Linked DNA regions of Drosophila melanogaster: regions 2 and 3 are each linked to region 1. A link is a contact called in public Hi-C and HiChIP or PLAC-seq data. All regions are on one chromosome and are shown on one strand. Each heading gives the region's core, a stretch centred on a gene start, on an enhancer-like site or on the middle of the called end of the contact. The rest is flanking DNA. Distances are from core to core; before and after follow the strand shown.

Evidence for each region. Hi-C and Micro-C count contacts between places; a contact is called where the count stands out from the background. HiChIP or PLAC-seq counts read pairs in DNA pulled down with a chosen protein or histone mark.
Region 2: a POLR2A S2P HiChIP or PLAC-seq map of the Kc167 cell line shows a contact between it and region 1, with 2.3 times the contacts expected there. The contact joins the promoter of amn here to the promoter of Rab10 in region 1.
Region 3: a contact with region 1 is called in a Hi-C map of the Kc167 cell line, with 2.4 times the contacts expected there. The contact joins the promoter of CG12702 here to the promoter of Rab10 in region 1. A contact is called at or near these places in 6 of 107 Hi-C or Micro-C datasets (the D17-c3 cell line, the Kc167 cell line, the OSC cell line and 1 more) and 1 of 6 datasets of contacts at active chromatin or transcription factors (the Kc167 cell line).

Annotation. Positions count from the first base shown.
Region 1 is chrX:20,249,963-20,253,554 of dm6, forward strand. Rab10 reads left to right here and starts at 1,376. Exons shown (of 4, transcript NM_078695.4): 1 at 1,376-1,795; 2 at 2,276-2,475; 3 at 2,546-2,635; 4 at 3,104-3,592. The coding sequence starts at 1,669. The coding sequence ends at 3,301. It overlaps CG17068, which reads right to left and starts at 1,131. Exons shown (of 1, transcript NM_134535.3): 1 at 1-1,131. The coding sequence starts at 991.
Region 2 is chrX:19,888,520-19,892,043 of dm6, forward strand. amn (amnesiac) reads right to left here and starts at 1,541. Exons shown (of 1, transcript NM_078692.2): 1 at 1-1,541. The region is part of intron 4 of Hers (Histone gene-specific Epigenetic Repressor in late S phase); the gene reads left to right.
Region 3 is chrX:19,762,909-19,766,224 of dm6, forward strand. It overlaps CG12702, which reads right to left and starts at 1,966. Exons shown (of 6, transcript NM_001298536.1): 1 at 1,803-1,966.

The DNA of each region.
Region 1 (3,592 bases), core at 126-2,625:
CCTGCCTGAGCATGGCGCCATCGAGAATGGTGCGCTGGGCGTCCATGATGTTAATCATGTTGGCGGCGGCATCGGCCGAAGCGTCGCTATCGATGATTACCAGGTCGTCGGAGCCGGAAGCCACGTCCAGCGGCGGGGAGGCAGCCGTGGGCGCAGCTGCAGCCGCGGCAGCCGCAGAGGAAGTGGAAGCCATCCCAGCGTCCGTTTCGAAGCTGTCAGCCTCGTCGTCCTGGTGCATGTGCTGCACCATGGCCGCCACATCGGGCTCCATCTTGATCTCTTCGACCAGCACATGGCCGGCAGCATTGTCGGGCGATTCCTTGGTCAGCACCTGACCTCCGCTAGCAGTCTCTTCCTGGCCGGACTCGTTCAGGATGCCCCGCTCACTGGCAAACTTCAGCAGGCAGTTGAACAAATCCAGCTCGGAGTCGATGTTCAGGCGATTCTGGTCAAGAATGGCCATCAGGGTGGAGACCTCGATGTCCAGGAAGCTGGGATCGGACAGAACCTCGCGCGTGTTGGCCGCGATCAGATCCATGCTGCTTTGCATGAGGCGCGGCTCATCGAACAGCTTGGCAAACTCGTACGCCCGGCACGCGTTTTTCGGACTAAGATCAGCCCAAAGGAAATGGGTGCAGCGCGTGACCACGTGGGGCAGCATGTACTTCTTGGCCACGTAGCACAGCTCGCAGGCCTTGTCGAAGGACCCAATGGTGATGCGGTCCGTGTAGATGTACTCCAGCATCGCCTCGAACGCCTCCGGCTGCACGTCCGGAATGACGATGGGGTCCGTCTTATCGGGCAGGTTGCCATAGAACATTCGCTCGAACACCGGCGAAGCCATGGCCAGTAGCAGCTTGTGGCCGGCAATGAGCCGCTGGGTGGGCGAAGAACCCACCAGAAAGCGGCAGTCGGCCCACTTCTCCGAGTGGAGCAGGTACTGGCCCCGATCCTTCAGCTCGGTGAGGCCGTTTTGCCAGTCGATGTCCATTGCCTGCGGTGGATTGGCTGGGATTGGGATCACTGTAATCCAAACGTTGTTCGCTCTGATTTGTGTGAATAATCCACCTTTTTGCGAATCGGTTTGGGATTTTGCGAAATTGTTATTATTTTACGATACCGATAATTGAATGCGTGCTTACCTATCGATTGGCTGTCGTACCGATAGCAGAGGTCTGCCAAATGGCGTAATAATTAAAAGTCATGTTATGAGCTTTCTAGCAAAAATACTTAAGCATTTAAGGTATTATCAAGAGTAAACTCAAATCTTTCTTTAGATTTTAAGCTGTGATTTCAAAACTGTGACTCCATAGCAGTCGATAGTTGTATTAAACCATCGAAGTTGCCACACTGGTGAGAGCATGGATGGTATCGAACAGATATCGATTCATGTTCCAGCTCTAGTTCTAATAGCAACAATTTCAAGCGAAAATATTAATTAATTCGGCGCATTTAAGACACGCGGAGAAAAAAGAGCTAGCTCGAGATACAGGATCATTGCTTAGGCGGCCATAACCGAGAGAAAGAGCGAAAAAGGGCAGGCGCTTCAATAATAATAATATCTCTTGTCACCTGCGCCCGTGCGTTTGTGTGTGTGTGTGTTTGCGTGCGTGTGAGTGTCGCGTGTGTTTGTGCTTTGTTCTGCGAGCGTTCCGTTGCGTTTTGGAAATGGCAAAGAAAACCTACGATTTGCTCTTTAAACTGTTGCTGATCGGTGATTCAGGAGTGGGCAAGACGTGCATATTGTTCCGGTTCTCGGATGATGCATTCACGTCCACGTTCATATCGACCATAGGTGAGTAACGGGACCGTACGCACATACTTGCATCTGTCCACCCGCACCGCACACACACACACACGCGCACATGTCAGCTGCACAGCCAGGATATATATACGTGTGTGTGGGTGTGTGACTGGGCGTGGCACTGCCTTATCGACTGGCCTATGCACTGCTTGTTTCGATCGCCTGCGGAGTGGAAAGCGGAGGAGAAGTGAGCAAAATATGCCATCTATGTGGCTATGTAACTCCCTGAACTTGAACTTTTCGTACTAAACTACTGCATGTTCGCAACACGTAACACAGACGTGTGATCATTTGGTTGGAATGAATGCTTCATATACGTCTAATGTAATGAATCATCGTGATATCAATGTCGAACTGCTTTATTTTATTCAATTCCAATGTAATCGATAACACCGCCGTGACGTCATTCGGCTCAAATTGCGTTGGTTTTTCCGCACTACATTTGCTTTCTCGTTCAACCGTTTTTCTCAGGCATCGATTTCAAAATCAAAACAGTCGAGCTGCGCGGCAAGAAGATCAAGCTGCAAATATGGGACACCGCCGGCCAGGAGCGGTTCCACACGATAACCACCTCGTACTATCGAGGCGCCATGGGCATAATGCTGGTCTATGACATAACGAACGAGAAGAGTTTCGAGAACATAGTCAAATGGTTACGGAATATAGACGAGGTAGGTGTTTCCCCTGCGAGTAATGGCCTTTTCTAAAGTCTGAAATCTTCTTCTTTTTTTTTTGTTTTAGCACGCCAACGAGGATGTGGAGAAGATGATCCTCGGCAACAAGTGCGATATGACGGACAAGAGGGTGGTCAACAAGGAGCGCGGCGAAGCGGTGAGCATCCCTCATCCACAGAGTGCCCCCACAACAGCAATCACTGTCAGAGATTAGGAAATATAGTCGTAGTTAGATCGTTAAGCTCTTCTGCCATAGGAGTTGAGTTCGGAAATCGATCATATATTAGTGTGTTTAGCTTTCAAAGCCAACTGTTTTTTACAAGCGAATTCCATGCCCCTTAATAGTTTCCTATTGTTTTGATTTTTTAAGATAAGTTTGCAAATTGAACACAGCGAATATATTCGTTCTCTGACAATCAAGACGAAACTATTTAGGTGCTATAGTATGTCCGTGGTAATGAATGCAAGGGAAAATTTCCGGAGGCATACAATTTATGTTAGAACTATTCTGGTTATTTATTATGATTGTTACTCAATGATCGCACACGCCCCACGTCTGTTTGATCAATTTGTTTACAAAGCCAATAACTTGCTCCCCTTCCCCATCTCTGCCCACGTTTTTTAGATTGCCCGTGAACATGGCATTCGGTTTATGGAAACATCCGCCAAGTCGAACATAAACATCGAGCGGGCCTTCTGCGAGCTGGCCGAGGCCATTCTGGACAAGACATCAGGACGCGAGTCGGCGGAGAATCAGGAGCGCGTGATTATCGATCGCCGGAACCAGGAGAAGGCGCCGGGCTACAGCAAGTGCTGCGCGTAAAAAGCGGCGTTCTAGGCGAACGGGGCGTGGTTTGGCCCGGTTTGTGCTCAGCTGTGCGTGGGGAAGGCGGCGAAGTACGGATTGGATTGGATTAAACTGGACTAGATTGAATTGGAATGGAACGAAACGAATCGAATCGAACCGAAAGCAGTGGGGACCGGTTTCTGAAACCGCTCCGCACGGACGAAGCAAAAAACAAAGCAATAGAGCCGGGGTCATTCGCACGTAGGAAACTTACTTATTACGAGGATACGCAAAATGGAACAAGCAACAGAAACAACCTACCTAAAG
Region 2 (3,524 bases), core at 291-2,790, 360 kb before region 1:
CAGTTTTCCTTCTTAGATCACAGTTCCTATAAATAACTCTCTTAGCAAAGGAGTGCATGAATCAGTAGATATGAGTGAGTCGTAAATATTTTATAATATCACGAGGAGATAGTTGGCTAATCTTGAATGAGATCACTAAGAGATCCTTTATATTATTTTTTCACATAGGATGCCATATGTCATTTGCTTGATTCAGGATGTTCAGTACTTTTGATTCATTTAATTTCAAGTTTGACAATGATATGTATCATCTATTTACTTGATTAGCGATCAAATCTGTTTTCCATCTTGCGCAGCGGTTCCGTTTGATACTCTATACATATCCGATATCCTTTCATGAATGCCAATGTGTGTGCGTGATTAAATCCGCACCATGTGGACGCTCGGAACATTTGGTATATGTGCATACATACATATATATCTGCTTAGATCCTTGATCCCACATTGTTCGCGGTCCTTGTCTTCGTATTCTTCGGTTGACGCTAAGTACAACGCCAAAGTATCGTCCTTCTGTCGAGGACGCTGTTGTTGTTGCTGTTGTTGCTGTTGTTGCTGCAGCACACACCTTTGCACTTTAATTTCTGGCGTCTTGTTTAGCATCTGCGCCGGGTGTTATTTAAAAATAAAAGAGGAAGAAGAACGAGCCAGGATGAATGGTAGGGATGGGATGGTATGGAATGGTATGGGGAGGGACTCGAGAGAGCGGGTATATGTGAAGTCGACTGGCGACGGCGGCGGCGGCAGCAGCAGCGGTTTTAATGTCAATAAGACGCGGCGGCTATTGCCAGTCACTCACACCATCGATCGCCCCCTCTCGCTCGCACACTTATACACGGCCACACGGCGTGTGTGTGCACGCGGTCAGGACGTGCACACACACACTTGCGAAGCAACAGTGCCGTCCCATATCCTTCGGCTTGTTTATCCTTATTTTCTCTCAATTTCATGCTTCCTGCTCCCCTGCCGACTTGCCTCCACCTAAACCCTCTCTCTCTCTCTCCCTCTCTCACACTGAAAGAAAAGGAGCAGCCTTTTGAATCTGTAGTTCTTAATCCTTTTCATCTGCAACAGATGTCACTGCCTAACATTTTTATCTGCGCGTTTTATCTGGATCCTGTAAAAAGGAAGCTATGGTTATGCTTGCTGAAAGGTATTTTCGCCAGTGTACATACTTAGCCACCAATCGTCTCTGGCTCATTATTGTTATTACGTATACGGTAGTAAGGGTAGAAAAAGGAGTAAATATACAACTAAGGCGTTTTCGTATGCGATTTCCGAATCATCCGTTATTATTAATGGGTAAATAAAAATTCGTCTCTTAGTAGATGAGTATCTTAACGTATTGCATTGGGGAAATAACTAAAATAGTAGCGTATCTATTAAAGCACATAAAAACATTAATGAGCACTAAAGTAACCGTTAGTTATTTGACAATTTGCCTGCCTGAATGACCAAATCTGCCGTTGGTATTGTATTGTTTTTCCGAGTCCGAAAAGCTTGCAATCATGGCTTTTGCGCACTTAGGATGTGCGCACCCCTTCCGAAGACTTCCACACACACGCGGACGCACATCAGCTGGTTAATAACAATACACACACACACACACACACACACACCGATGTGTGGAACTTGTTCTGCCTGCCACGCAATTTCAAACGGCCTTGAACGGCATTTGATAGTTGCTTTCGTCGTCGGTTTTGGCACTGCCCTAGACCTGCATGCCATGCCAAGCCATGCCATCTATGGGAACCCAATCCATACCACATATCAGTACATGTACATATATGTACACACATACATACATACATATATATATATCGTATGCAGCCACTCGTGCAGCTGTTGTCAAAATAAGGGTTCGTACTGGACTATTTCAATTAGTCGCTCAGAAAAGGGGTATATTGTCTTTGGGAAAACGCGTGCAACAGGTAAAGGGGTGTGTTTGTGGCATTATAATAGACGAGTTTCTGATCAGTAGCAACAGCTTTGTAATATATATGAAATATATGTATGTATTATGTATGCTTCAATGCTTCACAATTGTTGGTGCATATGCAGTACAGGATATAATTGAGGTATGTGTACATACATATGTACATACGTACATAGAAAGGATGTTAAAGCTGATAGGTTCCTTTCATCCGTTCGATTGGACTTTTCTGCATATTAGACGATATGATCTATACACTTATGTATATTACTTAATAATTAAAAGGAGAGGACGGCACTACGTTTAACTTGAACACAGGTGCACAACATACAGACGTTCATATATCCATATGTATATATGTGTACGTACCATGGATTTTGTCCAAAATTTGCATTTTGCAGCTGCACAACAACAGTTGAAAGCGATTCAAGTCAAGTCCGAGTCAAGTCGAGTCGAATGAAATTGATTCGATTGGCAACTCATAAATAAACATGAGCTGGGGAGATCGTTAAACGAACATGCTTGCTGCACCGCCCCTCTCCGTCCCACAAAAGATTCGCATTCTCCTAAAACCCATACAATCTATACAAACCATAAAGAATCGACCTAACTGTGGCAATATTGTAAATGCAATTAACTGTAGTTCTCTGCCGCCGCGCTGCGCAATTGAATGTCGGCCATTGGATAATCGAGGGGTTTGGGGAACTGGGACCACCATATAGGGGCAGTTAGCACGCGTCAACTCTATATAGCTATAAAACACGGCAAAGATACAAATACGGCAGTATTATCTATTCGAATCTTACTATTGGGATTCAGCGGGATACCAGAAGAAAGCATTGCTTTTGCAATCAAAAATCACCAAAAGTATAAAAATACTATCATAACTAGCCATGCGGATCTTACAAATCCAACGCTTGAACCATTGACCATTATTTTCTTACGTCGGATAAATTTGTTTTCAAAAAAAAAAAAAAAAAAGACTTCGTACCATCTTGTTTTAATATGTGACAGGAAGTTTGGTTTTAAATGTGCGGATTAGATTAGATACACGGTCATATCCCTTATCTATTTCACTTGAATTATTGTAATAAGTTATCTGTTGATATACTCGGAATTTCACTTAAGATGTGAACTTTACGTTGTGTTCTTTTACAATCGATCGAACGATCATAGATGAAATGTGATGATTAGCGGGCCCATAAAAGCGTTCTTTCTGAAGAAACTGCTCAAACTCGATCCATTTGCTTTGCCTAGAATGTTTTAAACAAATAACTGACTATGCGGCTAGGAGATCAAAACGAGTTTTTAGGTTAGTAAGCATTCAGAAATACTATCGCAGCAATCGCTCCATGGGCTTTGACTTTATGGGCTTTGAGCGAGTGAATAAATAAGTTCCGTTTGTTTTATATATATATAAATATTTTTTTTTTTTGCATTGCGGATCACTTTGATTAATTTATTCTATGGAAATTTCTTTCGATCATTTTTGCGATTAGTCTTCGCATTCTTCTCCCTCGTCTTCTGGTCTTCTGGTAGCGCCTACTCGTCTTCTACAACGCCCACACTAACTATGTATTTCCCCCCGATTTTC
Region 3 (3,316 bases), core at 716-3,215, 490 kb before region 1:
AAGTGAGAAAGGGGGAATGAGTAAAAGTCAACTGCAAATACTTTAAAACACACTTTTCAGAATCGTCTTAAAGCGAAGTTCCTTCGAGTGCGTTCGAACTACTTTCACTTTTTTTGTGAGCCAGCGAGTTAGCCTCATTTTCGGAGCGATAAAAAAGCTTTGGCTTATGCTTTCTGCACATTTGGCCACAAGCCCAGTGTGTCCACCCACCGCCGCCCAATCGCCAACAACAATGCCTAGAGCTAAAGGCATGCGTAATTCCGAGGGGTTGAGCAACGCACATGTGGCACCGCATTGGAGCAGCCAGCACCCACATCCTAGCCCCATTTCCCGATCTCCTCCTACCTCCTCCTGTGGCAATGAAAAGGGAGCGATGCTGTCCAGCAAGGAAAATTCGTTTTGATTTTGCATGGACTTTTCAAAATTTATGCGCTATTTGAAATGTAACGCACGTGTGTGTCCGTATGTGTCCGTCGTCCTGTACCCATGTGTTTGTATATTTAAACGAAATTAAATGTCCAAAGGGGCAGGGAAACGGAATTTAAGGCTTGCTCGACCGAATATAGGATAAGCCAGGAATTTAAGCCAACCTAAGGCCCAGCAAAATGGGTAAAAAATTGTGGCAATTAATAAAATGTATTGGAAATCTGTATGTAACATTTTTCAAAATCGAACTTAAAAAAAATCCTAGACATTACATGCTGCAAACATGTGTTAACAATAAAAAAAACTATTGGATATTGGCATTGAATAAATGTATGTGGTAATTCCAGTGCAAGCTTGCATTATTTTGCTCAGTGCACAAATCCCGCTTACCCACACATGCCAAATTTGAATCGTGTGCGTGTGTGTGTGTGTGTGTGTGTGCAGGCGTTGTGTAGTGGAAAGTTTCAATATTGGCTCAGTCGAAGGTCGCGTGGGCAGGGGCCGGGATGGGAGGTGGTTGTGGCAGTGGGTGGGCGTACTGTGGGTGGTGTTTGCCCAACTGGCCAAAAAACGCACACAGTGACAGCACACATGTGGGCACACAGACATGCAAACGTGCCTATGTATATTTATGTATATGTACAATATATATGTATATTTACATTATTCATGCACACACACATCGGCACTTTTGAAAAATGCGTTTTATTCAAAGCGGAAGCATCACGCTCTGACCAAGGAATCGACGGTGGGCGTGGGCAGAGTGGGGCGGTGTGTGGTGGGCGGGGTCGGATTCTCGGTTCCCGGGGGGATTTAGACTACAAGGTCTCCGTTTCCGTGCTGCCAGCTTCCAGCTTAATTTTGGCTCGTTTGCTCAACCCAAAATATCAGAACCATTTGCTTGGCTTACAAAGTCCTTTACAAGTTGATAAACATACTTACTATATTTGCAATTTGCAAGGTAGATAGCTTATTAACAAATATCCGTTAACTTGCAATGTAGTAACGCAATAGAAATAGCACCAAGTTTAGTTTAATCACAATTCTCGCCGATAATTTATTTAGTTCGGAACTTGAACGTCTTTTCTTTTACAATTTTTAATTACAAATGGCAATTTTCTCAAAGAAAGTGCAATGGGTCACTAGTGTATTCCCCTTAAAACCCAAATGTCATACTCATATGTCCAGTAAGATGTAAAAGCTTCTGACTTGAAGCCACCTGGCCAGTGAATTAAACTCTAGTTCCCTTTGTTGGCTTGTTGGATTGACAAGAACAGCGATGATTGGACCTGCATCCAACTATCCAACTTTTACCCACCACCAGATGCGCATCTGTGGATCGTCTCATATCCCTGACCCGCCTCAATTTCGATTACCTTGTGACTTTCTACTTTCCACTTTCCTTCAACCACTCCTCGATTTTCCCTGATTTTTCCAGCGCGGCTGCAGCGAATGCAACCAAATCGGATTGTTTAATCAAAAGACTGGCACACACCCACACCCGCACACAAACTCAAACTCAAACTGAAACTCAAAAGTCATTTGGACAATGGAAAACGGACACTGAACGGCGGACAGGAACATGAATCGATTTTCGGGCTGTGTAACCGGCTTTGCCCGAAATGCTATTATCTTTCTTGATTTTCCACTGGATTAAGTGCACACGCAGAGAAAATGTTGTTACCGGCATAATAAACTTACTTAACATTTACTTGATAAGAAATATTTAATGTAATACGCATTTTAATAATCTTCAATTATATAATAACATTTTATAGACACATCTTTATTTTCGTTTGTATTTAAAATGTTCCTTTTTTTTTGTTTTGTTAATGTTTTTAATATGGCATTATTAATAATATGAAATAATTATTATATTATCATATTTTCTCCCAGTGCAGATGGGCGTTACCTTGGGCGAGCTGAGGTGCAACGAAATGCAGTCCTCTGAGTTCCTTGTTCTTCCCACACACAGAACTCAATAACTTGGCGTGCAACAATAAATTACGGCCATATGACAGACACATTTGCGTCTTAGAATGGAAACCATTCTCATTGGTGTCCTTGAGCTATTATTTTCAGTGTAGCACGTTTATGGGGTAGCAAAATTGCGATCACCTAAGCAAACGCAATAACTAATCACTGCTGGTAATCGAAACAATGATAACAAGTTTTTTTAAGATACAAAATATCAACTCTTTTTAGCTCACACTTACGAATGGCTTACGAATTAATTCACTTAATTCATGTTTTTTACGAAATATGTTTACTAAACACAAAACTCTTCAAATATAAAAAGATATAAATATATATATAAGATAAAATATAAAAAAAAAAATGCAAACAGTTAGGTTAACTTTACTTTGATTGCATTTGCTGATTAAGTGCAAAATGCAATCTGTTGGATTTCTAAACTCGGCGCACTTCGAGAACTGGCCGCGCATAAACGTTGCTCCTGGCCAGCCCACCTGATTTTCCCTCCACCGATGGCAGTTCCACTGCAAGCTTCTTCGTTTATCAATTCCCGCTCGCCGTGGTGTTCGTAGTTGGTTTTTTTTTTCCTTTTTTTTCGAGCCCGGAAAACTGTCGGTTGTCGGGCCGTCGCCACTACCTGTTGATTCCCATCCATTTCCACGGCTGCCTCGATGGCGATGGCGTCATTCCAAATGATGCACGGCGCCTTTTAGTTGGACACGGTCTGCGTGATTCCGCCCCAGACTTTTCCATTTCCACATTTCCATCCCCTGTAATCGTTCGTGTACCTGCTGCTGCTGCTTTTTTTCAAGTGCGCGCATCTGCACTCTGGAAAATTGAAAGCAAGGCAATTGCTGTGCAAATTAATCATCACATTCTTAATGGGAAAATCTGTACATCTATCAATTGATTGTTT